Regions from separate parts of the Sus scrofa genome. Here all the other regions are linked to region 1. A link is a contact called in public HiChIP or PLAC-seq data. All regions are on one chromosome and are shown on one strand. Each heading gives the region's core, a stretch centred on a gene start, on an enhancer-like site or on the middle of the called end of the contact. The rest is flanking DNA. Distances are from core to core; before and after follow the strand shown.

What was found. HiChIP or PLAC-seq counts read pairs in DNA pulled down with a chosen protein or histone mark.
Region 2: a contact with region 1 is called in an H3K27ac HiChIP or PLAC-seq map of alveolar macrophages. The contact joins two enhancer-like sites. A contact is called at or near these places in 1 of 47 Hi-C or Micro-C datasets (embryonic fibroblasts) and 1 of 2 datasets of contacts at active chromatin or transcription factors (alveolar macrophages).
Region 3: an H3K27ac HiChIP or PLAC-seq map of alveolar macrophages shows a contact between it and region 1. The contact joins two enhancer-like sites. A contact is called at or near these places in 1 of 47 Hi-C or Micro-C datasets (embryonic fibroblasts) and 1 of 2 datasets of contacts at active chromatin or transcription factors (alveolar macrophages).

The regions. Positions count from the first base shown.
Region 1 is chr9:86,212,557-86,215,811 of Sscrofa11.1, reverse strand. No RefSeq gene overlaps it. Among named protein-coding and RNA genes, the nearest start is that of AGR2, 160 kb to the right of the region's middle. Within about 2 kb of position 1,916, at least 4 of the 83 cell types and tissues checked have an H3K27ac peak or open chromatin away from gene starts, as enhancers often do. A contact at or near this core is called in alveolar macrophages, where this site is marked.
Region 2 is chr9:86,480,670-86,484,213 of Sscrofa11.1, reverse strand. No RefSeq gene overlaps it. Among named protein-coding and RNA genes, the nearest start is that of AHR, 29 kb to the left of the region's middle. Within about 2 kb of position 2,078, at least 4 of the 83 cell types and tissues checked have an H3K27ac peak or open chromatin away from gene starts, as enhancers often do. A contact at or near this core is called in alveolar macrophages, where this site is marked.
Region 3 is chr9:85,933,343-85,936,791 of Sscrofa11.1, reverse strand. BZW2 (basic leucine zipper and W2 domains 2) reads right to left here. Exons shown (of 12, transcript NM_001245007.1): 8 at 1,122-1,292. Among named protein-coding and RNA genes, the nearest start is that of BZW2, 47 kb to the right of the region's middle. Within about 2 kb of position 2,056, at least 6 of the 83 cell types and tissues checked have an H3K27ac peak or open chromatin away from gene starts, as enhancers often do. A contact at or near this core is called in alveolar macrophages, where this site is marked.

The DNA of each region.
Region 1 (3,255 bases), core at 667-3,166:
CACTGCAGCGGCTCAGGTCACTGCTGTGGTGCAGGTTCAGGCCCTAGCTGGGGAACTTCCACATGCACCAGACACAGCCAAAAAATTTTTTAATTTTTTTAAAATAAAGTATGTTAGTTCATAATTACAGTTATTTAGTTGATAGAGATTGCCTTTTGTTGCAGAAAATGTTTGTCATACTTGAAAGATTTTGAAAAAAATCTTAGTGCTATTGAACCTGTTCAGAAATTATTGTCTGGTGATGCATAATTTGGAATATTTCCAAATTTAAGAGTTAGTGAAATGTCAACCAACCTAATATTATTTATTATTTTAAAATAATATTACCCCTCAGTGTCACCCCTGAAGCCAAGATTTTCATATTTTCATAGTCGGGTTCATTAACCACTGAGCCATGCCAGGAACTCTGAGGAAGTACATTTTAATATTTACCCCTGGAAGACAATGACAAGGTATTTTATTTTGCTCAATTAGAAACCCAAGGGCTTCTGTGGACCTGGTGTCTCATTCAGGGTGTCAGAACCCAACCTCAATGTGCTGGGAAGGTTTACCTTACCCAGGTGTCTGTCAGCATCACTATCATCACCATAGTTGCTACTAGTTACTGAATGCTTCCTATATACCAGACACTATCTTCCCATTTCCCCTTTGGAAGACAGTTTTGGCTTTGAAAATGCCTCTGCTTTCAAAGTTTTTAGTATCAAGTTCTGCATAACAGAAACCTAGACCACGCCTCACACTTAGCTGAAGCTCAACAAATGTCAGTTTTGCTTCCCTCCTCCTGCGTCCCTTGCCATTCTAGGTTGAAATGGCTCTTAATTATATCATGGCCTTTCATTAATATTTGAAAATTTCTAGTTGCTCAAAGTTCAAGTTCTGGAGAACTGAAATGTTATTAACTGGTTTCTTAAGAGGTTTTAATTTCCTTCAGAATATTCTGAAAACTGCCTGGGTCCCAGTTGGTCTCTGGAATGCATTATTTGTGCCTCTTTCTACTTTCCCCTCTCTAGTACAGTCATGTTTCTAGGCAATTGCCTCTAGGATCTTTCCATGCTAAAATAAAGAAAGTCAGCAGAGAAACTGGTGAGATTGAGTCCAAGTTGAAACCAATCCTTTGTTTCATATAAACACGGAACCTGATGATTTCTCAGTAGCACCATTATGTAGACACTGACTGGTTAGAGGTTGTAACCTGTAAGTACTTCATATCCACATTATGTAATCCAACTAGCACAAGTGGAGTCATCTGTAACATATAAAACAGGTACATTTTAACAAATAAGTTCAAAGTGGCTGGCTAGTGGACTGAACAAGAACCAGGAAGAGGTTACCTAACCAAGCTGAAAGGATTCCTTTAAGTACAAGTTTCAAAAATTAAACTTTGCTTAATGGGAGAAAGGATTTTAATTGGCTTATACAGCACAAGGAGTGGTACTCAAAAGATGTTCTCAGAAAGCTCACTTCAGTCCTCCATCTGCTATGCTTTCCCCTGTGTTGGCTCTATTCTCAGACACGCTTTCTCTCCAGGTAGTGCTAGAGATGGCTTCTAACAATCTCAGAAGGAAGGGCAGGGCCCCCTGCAGTGGCTTCAGTAAAAGACATGATTTGCATCACTTGCCCATCCTGGGAGCAATCACTGTGAACACAAGGAGAGAACAATGACCAGGCCAGGGAGAGGTGCCCAGCCCTGGCTGCAGAGAATGGAAGCTCCAGTCCAATCCCACTGGCATAAAATGGGGCAGGAGACTGGCAGGAAAAGACTAACGCTTACCAGTTAGATACATCCTCTTGAAAATGTGCAGAAGAGAGCTTTTCGAAAATAGAGGAAAAAGATTCATAAGTCCATGACCTAAGCATCTGGAAATCAATGTGACTCGACATGGTTAGAAAGCCAGAAAAATTGCTGCTCTGATTGAGTAACTGCAAATCTCAAAAGAGAACTAAAGAGAGGAGGAAGCTGAAGAAGCCAGTATGAATACATAGAAACATCAACAAAAACAAATAGAAAAGCATGTTAAGAAGTCTAAATTTTAAGATGTAAAATGTCTATACACTTCTACAGTCAGTAAAATGGGCTTATTACTGATGCTTGAAGCAAAAAGTTGGTCAGAGATATGAGACTGTCTTCTCTTTCGTTTTTTTTTTTTTTTTTTTTCTTTTTAGGGCCACATGAGGCATTTTGAGGTTCCCAGGCTAGGGGATGAAGCAGAGCTGTAGCTGCCAACCTACAACAGAGCCACAGCAAAATGGGATCCAAGCCGCATGTACAACCTACACCACAGCTCATGGCAATGCTAAATCCTTAACCCACTCAGCAAGGCCAGGGATCAAATCCACATCCTCATGGATACTAGTTGGATTCATTTCCGCTGCACCACAACAGGAATTCCGAAACTGTCTTAAGACAAATTTTTTGGAAGAACATGAAGAAGGAAGTCCTGAATACCTATTTAGTCTGTTCTCTCCTTAAGTTTTAGCAGTGCTGACTGATGCCACCCAAAGGCTGTTCTCATCTCCAAAGCAACAGAAATAACTTTCACCAGAGTTGCAATGAACCTAGTCAAGGATTACATTTTACACCTATGTGTGGCCCCTTACAGCTCAGTGTGGCCATTTGACAAAGTTATGGAAAGCAAGAATAAGCAGGTTATTTAAAGAAAGCTGTCTCAGCAGTGAGTCACCTTGCCCCTTCTACTTCCAGCTACCTTGAAGACACAGGTAATGGATGGAACTCCAGCAGCTTGTTGGACCTCGGGGCATAAGAATGACAGAGCAAAAAGAAAGGAGGAGATGGATCCTTGCTCACCTGGGATCACATTTACCTCTATTTTGTTGAAGGTGCTGTGGATTTTGTGTTTTCTGTTATTTACAGGAAAATATAACAAATAAAATGATCTTCTGATTGAAAAATTTTGAATTGACTTTGGTAAGCCAAGATAAGGAAAGAGAGTCATTTGTTCAATACAGCAAAATATGCTTTGTGGCCAAGTCAGTGGTGGCTGTAGTCCCTGCCCTAGAGAAACTTAAATAATTATGTAATAACTCTAAATTAATGAAATGTCACAGCAGGGAAAGCCTAGCTAGGGCAAGTGAGAGTTTTAAAGTGAAATATGATGATAATTTAATAATCATAAAGTATAGAAAATGCAAAAAAGCTGGATATGAGGAATTCATTATAGTTTTTCCAAAAGGAGAGATAATTTAGAAATAACAGCTTTGTATAACAAAGTTCTAGGACAGATTATTTAAAATATG
Region 2 (3,544 bases), core at 829-3,328, 270 kb before region 1:
TAGTTTACAGGTTTTTATTTAAGTATAGGGGAGGGGGGGATGTCTTCCACTTGTTGTGTTTTTGTGTATTGCACAGGGCAGTCCAGAAGGCTTGTTCCTGTCTTGATACTCTGTCTGTTAAAGAGATGCCCTCAAGGGAGAATTAAGGTCAGTCTTAGCAAGTTGTGGCCAAGCTAGCGGCACTACTTCTGCTTGGGTGTGGCACGCCCCTGCCTGACACCAAAGTCACCTCAACCATGTAGACTGATGATCATTCTGTGCCCTGCTGCTTCATGGGTGTGAAGTATGGAGCTTACACTGTGGGGATATGCAGGAGGTAGACAGATGCCACAGGCACAAGGTGCTGCTTTCTGGGGGCAGGTAGCTTGCAAACACAAAGGAGTCATATCTGAGTCACTGGGGAGCAGTGGAGATCTCTTGTGGAGCACTAGAGTTGAGAGGAGTGAAGCTGTCCCTCAGGTGTGGACGCTGGCCTAGTGGCAGTGGAGGGGCAGGGTCCTCTGTCCTGTCTGTTCCCTGGAGTGCTGGTCTGAACACTCATTCAGGTTTGCCTTAAATCATGCCACACATCATGCTTGTCAGACCTAAGCAAAAACATCCCAGCAGGGGACGCTGTAAGGGCCTAGATGAATCAGAACCGAAGCAAGCCCTAACAACTGGAGACCCCTGGGCATTTGCCAGTTAGTGGCCTGATTTTAAGGAGGCTACTGTCCATGAAAATGCGCAGGGGAAATAAAGCAGGGAAACAGCTCTATACCAGCCAATATAGCTGAAGAGCAGCCTGAATTTTGGTCTAGTTAAAGCACTAGGCAATTTTTCTTTTATATTTTCAAAACTCAAAAGGTACTATCATACTCTTCCCCCACACAAATAGGATATTCCTTTCTATACATTTTCATACCTACCCCCCTTTTTTGGATAAGATTTTAATTTTTTTCTATTATAGTTGATTTACAGTGTTTCTGTCAATTTCTGCTGTACAGCAGAGTGACTTAGTCATATTCATATGTATATATACATTCTTTTTCTCACATTATCCTCCATCACAAGTGACCAGATATAGTTCCCTGTGCTATCAGGATCTTATTGCTTACCCACTCCAACTGCAATAGTTTGCATCTACTATACCTACCATTATAATTTTTGTGTTCATATCTATCCTTCTAAAGAATGCTACTCTTGGTGATTTCAAAGGAATTTTGTGTCCTCATCCAATGAAGAATTAGCCCTTTTCTCACTAAAGAGAAAAAATATCCATTTAATTTTGGGTAGGCTATATCTTTAGTATATATCCTTCTATATCTTGCTCTCAAAATATTTAACGAAAAGTGTGTTGGATTCGTAATGTGTTTACCAGCTGATTCCAAATTTAAAAGCTTCTAGAGATTAGGGCCTAAGGGGTAGCTTTGAGTATTTTCCAAACTTCCATTTTAATCACCATGACTATCACAAGCAGATTTATTCATGCTAAATTGACTGATATTCCCAAAAATACTTCCCCAGACTTGAGGAATATCTTGCATTTAACTTGATTGTCTTATAAAACAAAGAATCTGATAACAGTAACATTCATATATTCTAACTATTTAATATCTGCTAGTTAATAAAATAAGACGACATTGTGTAAACCAGTGACTAATTCCTAGAAGTTCCAAGAAATACTTAGGGAAAAGACTGAAGAAAAGAACAGTTGGAATAAATACTAGAGGTGCAAACACTATGGCTTTCCTGTAAATTCTTGAAGTCAGTGTTAATTCAACAGATTTTTAATGACATTACTAAAGCAAGCATCACAGTACATGCTGGAAATACAAATAGGACAGGCAGAGATTATTGTAAAGATAAGAGGTTTACTGATGAGCTATTGTTGATACAATTGATAATAAAAAATGGAATGGAAAGGTTTTGCAGAGGAAATGGCTAGTCAAGATTTTGTGGGTTAAAGAATAAAATATCTGTATTTGCACAGAACCATTTTAAACCTACATCCTCTTTCTAATGATACATAATCTTATGCTAGGGCTGGTGTGTCAGTCACTAAGATTGAAATGTCTAGACGGGACTGATATTCTCAAGGTTCTTGGCAGAATGACTCACTTGGGTATGAAACCACATATACACAAAACATTCACACTTTGGAGTCTAAGGTGACAGTCTGGCATTTCTCGACATTTATAGTCTTAGAAGTGATTAACCACAGAATGGCAAGTTGCTATACATGGTAATCTGATAAAACAGCTAAGGATGATGCCCAGAAATTAAAATGAGTTTATGTCTATACCTTCTAGTTCAAACATCCTTTCCCACTGGTATGACTGTACTTCTAGTCAAAACAGTGCCTACCACTTTTAAAATGATTAAGTCACACAGTTGAATTTTTGGTTCACTTACTCTAGAGCTTGCAGTGTATAACCTCAAATTTAAATTTTTTCCTTTGCTAAAAAATGTATCTATAATTTAATTTAAGAGTTTAAAAAGAACTGGAGTAGAATCACCAACTCTACCAAAAGGAGTTCAGAAAAAATGAACCACCTATTAATATAAACACAAAGATGTTGTTTAACACTTAAAAACTCAATAGGTAAATGTAATCAAATACTATCAGGGAAATAAAAGGCATCTTAAGTTTACAGATAAGACCAAACAGTGTTCTATGAAGAAGTAGGGTATGGATTACAAATGGTAGAACTGGCACTTTGAAAGGCCAATATTTTGGATTAAAATCATTGCTGTGAACCGAAGTGCCATAAAGAAAATAAATAAACACAATGAAGCTCAAATGGGACATTTAAGTGCTAATACATTTGGTTCGAAACTTATATAAACTCAGATTTTACCTTTTGGATGCAGAAATTAATATGAACTTAATAGTAAAAGTAAACACTGTGTTTTTAGAACACCAGAAAATTAGGGAATGTAAATCTAGGGAATGTTACCTAGAAAGAAAATATGCAAACACAGAAAAAATAATCAAAAGGGCATTTTAGGAGTTCCTGCTGTTGCGCAGTGGGTTAATAATCCAGTGTTGCCACAGCTGTGGTGCAGGTTGCAGCTGCAGCTTAGATTTGATTCCAGGAACTTCCATATACCTTGGGTGTAGCTGAAAAAGAAAAAGGTGTGTGTGTGGGGGAAATTTAGAGCAGTAAAAATACTCTGTGTTATAGTGACGATACATTATCATTATACATTTGTTAAAATCCATAGGCTATACAACACCAAGAGGGAATGTTAAGGTAAACTATGGACTTTGGGTCATTATGATATGTCAATGTAGGTTTATCCTTGGGGAAAAAAAAAAATCTACCATTCTGGTAAGTGATGCAGATAATAGGGGTGGCTATGCATGTGTGGGGGCAGGAGGACATGGGGAATCTCTGTACCTCCCAATCTGCTCTTAAATAAAATTTTTTTGAAAGAAATGCTGTACAGTGGGAAAAAAAAGTGTGTGTGTGGAAATAATAATAATAAATAAATTTTTAAAAATTGGCAGTAGAATTTCAAAGGTCAAACAAACTTTAGTTTTCTTTTAAAAGAATTTCAAAAA
Region 3 (3,449 bases), core at 807-3,306, 280 kb after region 1:
TATACCACTTACTGGGGAAAAAAAATCTTTCTCCTTTTGAAATAAAACTACAAAGAGGTGAGGGCCTCACAAATGATTAAAAACCATAATATATTCAAGTGTACTACTTTGTGAGGAGAACAACTATTTTTTTCCTTTGGGGGGGTGGTGGTGAAAACGCATTGCTTTCTTTCCTACTGGCCTGGGTTGCAGAGGATCAGCAATGGGTTAAACAGCCTTTGAGAAGACAAGGAACTGGGATGTTCCAGTCCCCCAGCTGGCAGGGGAAAGCTGCAAAGAAAGGTGCTATCTCTGTATGTAAAAGTACTGAAGTGTTATTTGGTTTGCTTTTCCCCCATGGAAAATCATGTTCACTTGCTTAGAAAAATGTTATTGAATATATCGCTGACCTTATTGCCATGAGACTTAGGACCAACACCTCCACCTGCTGGACAATGTCAGTCTGCAATTCTCCAGGCTTAAATCCCATAACGTGCCCAGCAAGACAGAGAGCACGCAGGGTAGTGAGGGCTTGGGACTTGGGAATAAATGGCAAAAGAAAAGGACACTTTATGCAATTTTTAAATTGTGATGTAGAAGTTTTTAAAGTTCAAATAGGAAGTTTTCTTCAGGCATGACTTGAAGAAGATACAGTCACAGCCATATGGACTTTAGCTACGCAAAAATGTGGAATTTACATTATGGGATTATGCAGCTATTATGAGTGGGAGCCAACAGGCCACTGGTTCAACTAGTCTTTTCCTGTAATATGAATATAAAATCAACCCTTTTGTTTGCCTTAAAATTAAGACTTACATACATTAACCCAGTACTTAATACCATATTATGTAATCTGCAATAAATGGGGAAAGCACCATAAAATGGGACATACTGATAATGAATAGTAAATCTCTTGGACAGATGAAATATTTTGACAACCACAGCAGCCTGGTAGACAGCCCCTTGTGTGGAAATAACCATTAATTTCTGGAACTTCCTGGAGGATTCTGAATCAATACTTTGAAATTGAGCTAATGGTATAAAAAGAGCATCAAATTCACAATAATAGACAAAGAAAGGTCTCCTAAAGGAAGGTAAAGGTGCTGCACGGGCTCACGGCAATGTGAGCCCACGGTCCCCACCTCCTTGATGGGGCATTCCTGAGAAAGACGCTCTTGGAGCTCCTTCTGCAGCTCCTTCCTGGTGCCCAGGGACTGCTGGACTCTGAGGAAGTCAGAAAGCTCCTTCAGACCTGCGTCAGTGAAGTATTTAGCAAAATGATCCACACTCTGCCTGTTAACTGGAAAGAGTTCCTGAGAGAGAAAAGAGATACTGTTATACAACAAGCTATTCAAATTCCAGCAAGCATAAAGAACAAAATTTTCATATTAAAGTAGCACTTAGAATATCGCCTATTTGGAAAAAAAAGGATTGGTTTTTCAAAAGAATAAATCTTGGGCTTACATTTTTAGCATTTGCTAAGCACCTTCCAAAATTAGGCAATCTGACAAAGAAAGAGAATAGAAAATGCTAAGCAACTTACATAAACTACTTTCCCTCATTTGGAAACTGTTATTCCCCTTTTTTTTTTAACTTTAATCAAAGTATTAGCATGTATAAATACAGAGCTAAACTTGCTAAATTAAATACAAATAGCATGATAACTCTGAATAACATATGGATTGTTTTAAACTCACAGGAAAAAAACCATTAATCACTGTTTCCTTAATTATGAGTTAACAGACAAAGGCTAGTTTTTGTAATGTTGAAATGATTCAAGATATTAGAAAACAACACTGACTATTATCATCTCAAGGACCTCTATTCACATTCTAAGAAAATGCTATTATTCTAAAAAACTAGCTCAAGAGCTAAAGAGAATTTTTGTTATATCTGTTAATGATGGTGGCTCTAAATTATGTTCATGGCCAGATCTAATGTAAACCTGCCCTATCAACTCTTCAATTCATTACATAATTCTGCTGGAAATTTTTAAAAAGAGCAATACACTATAGCTGCTGTCATATTTTTCCCTCATTTCCATTTCACCTTACACAGTTTGGCAGAGTCTTAGTAACAACACTTAGTCATGTTCTAATTCTGTGTGACTCCAACACCCAACTAAGAAAGTAAGGCAGTTTTCAAGCTCTTACATTTTTCAGACTGCTGCAGAGTCTACAAAATAGATCCAAACTTTTATGATGGTTAGATTTGAGTGTGCATGTGTGTGGTCAATGGCTATGTGGCTTCAATAAAAATCTCAGCAGAAAAAACTGTCATGAGTTTGCCACCAGGTATAGTAACAGATCCAGATGGCTTCTATGTCATGACTCAAATTTCAATAGTCTCTATATCATCATCCATAATTTGCCTTGATGAGTCATGAGTTTCAAAATGTCAGAGCAGAGCTGGTGGGAGCAGCTATCAAACACGCATTTGTGTTAAAGCAAACATTTCAAACCTGAGTGAAATGTTGTCACCAATATCTGTTCTAGCTTTGAAGAGGTCCTCCAAATTTGAGGGGCAGGGAACTAATTCAATATTGGATTTCTTCTGTGAACCAAGATGTGGTGGGCAGATTACTCATACTTGTGTAATATATTAATTTTCATAGAAAAATAAACTGTCTTAACAAGGTTAAGCAGCTTGACCCATATTACGCAGCAGGAAATATTTAAGGACATAGCTATGCAATCCCCAAAGGCAATAATTACTCTGCTACTCATGTCAGCATTCAATATTCAACTTAGGAAGAATGTGACTACAAAGTCTGATCAAAGATTATGTTTAGAGTAATATGTCAAACATGTTATTGGTGGTTTATTTATGAATGATATCTAAAGTCCTTATGAATGATACATAATATAGTGAAAATTACTATTGAGGTTAAACTGAGGCAAAATCAGTGTAAATCAGATTATGACATTTACAAACTTGGAACGTGGTCTGCATTTGTTAGAAAAATCCTACCCAGGTACAAAACTTCTATCACCTTATCCCTAAGTTACAGTCTCTCTGCTTCTGCCCTTTGTTCCTGAATCTACTCCCAATGCAACAGGCAGTGATTCTGTCAAAACCCCAAATCACACTATGCACATGCTGCAGAGAAGTCTCCCCAAATTTCCTATCTTACTCAGAATAAAGGCTAAAGTTCCTGGATGATATAGGACCCACTATGAGTCTTAGCTGATCGTCTACACTTTTGCTCTTGCCAGGTACCCTCTCTCTTGCTGACCTGACACATCAAGCCTCAAAGCCTCTGCATTTGCTGTTGCCTTTATCTGGCATCCTCTTGCTGGAGCTCCCCAGATAGCTCACTCCCTGACACAAATGTCACCTTATCAGAGAGGACTTCCCATAGTGCAATGGATGCACCTCGGTGCTTCCTACTAAGTGTTTTCCTCGGAGCACTTTTCACTTTTTCTTACACCATGTATTTAATTGTTTATTTCACTTCCTGCCTGTCCTGC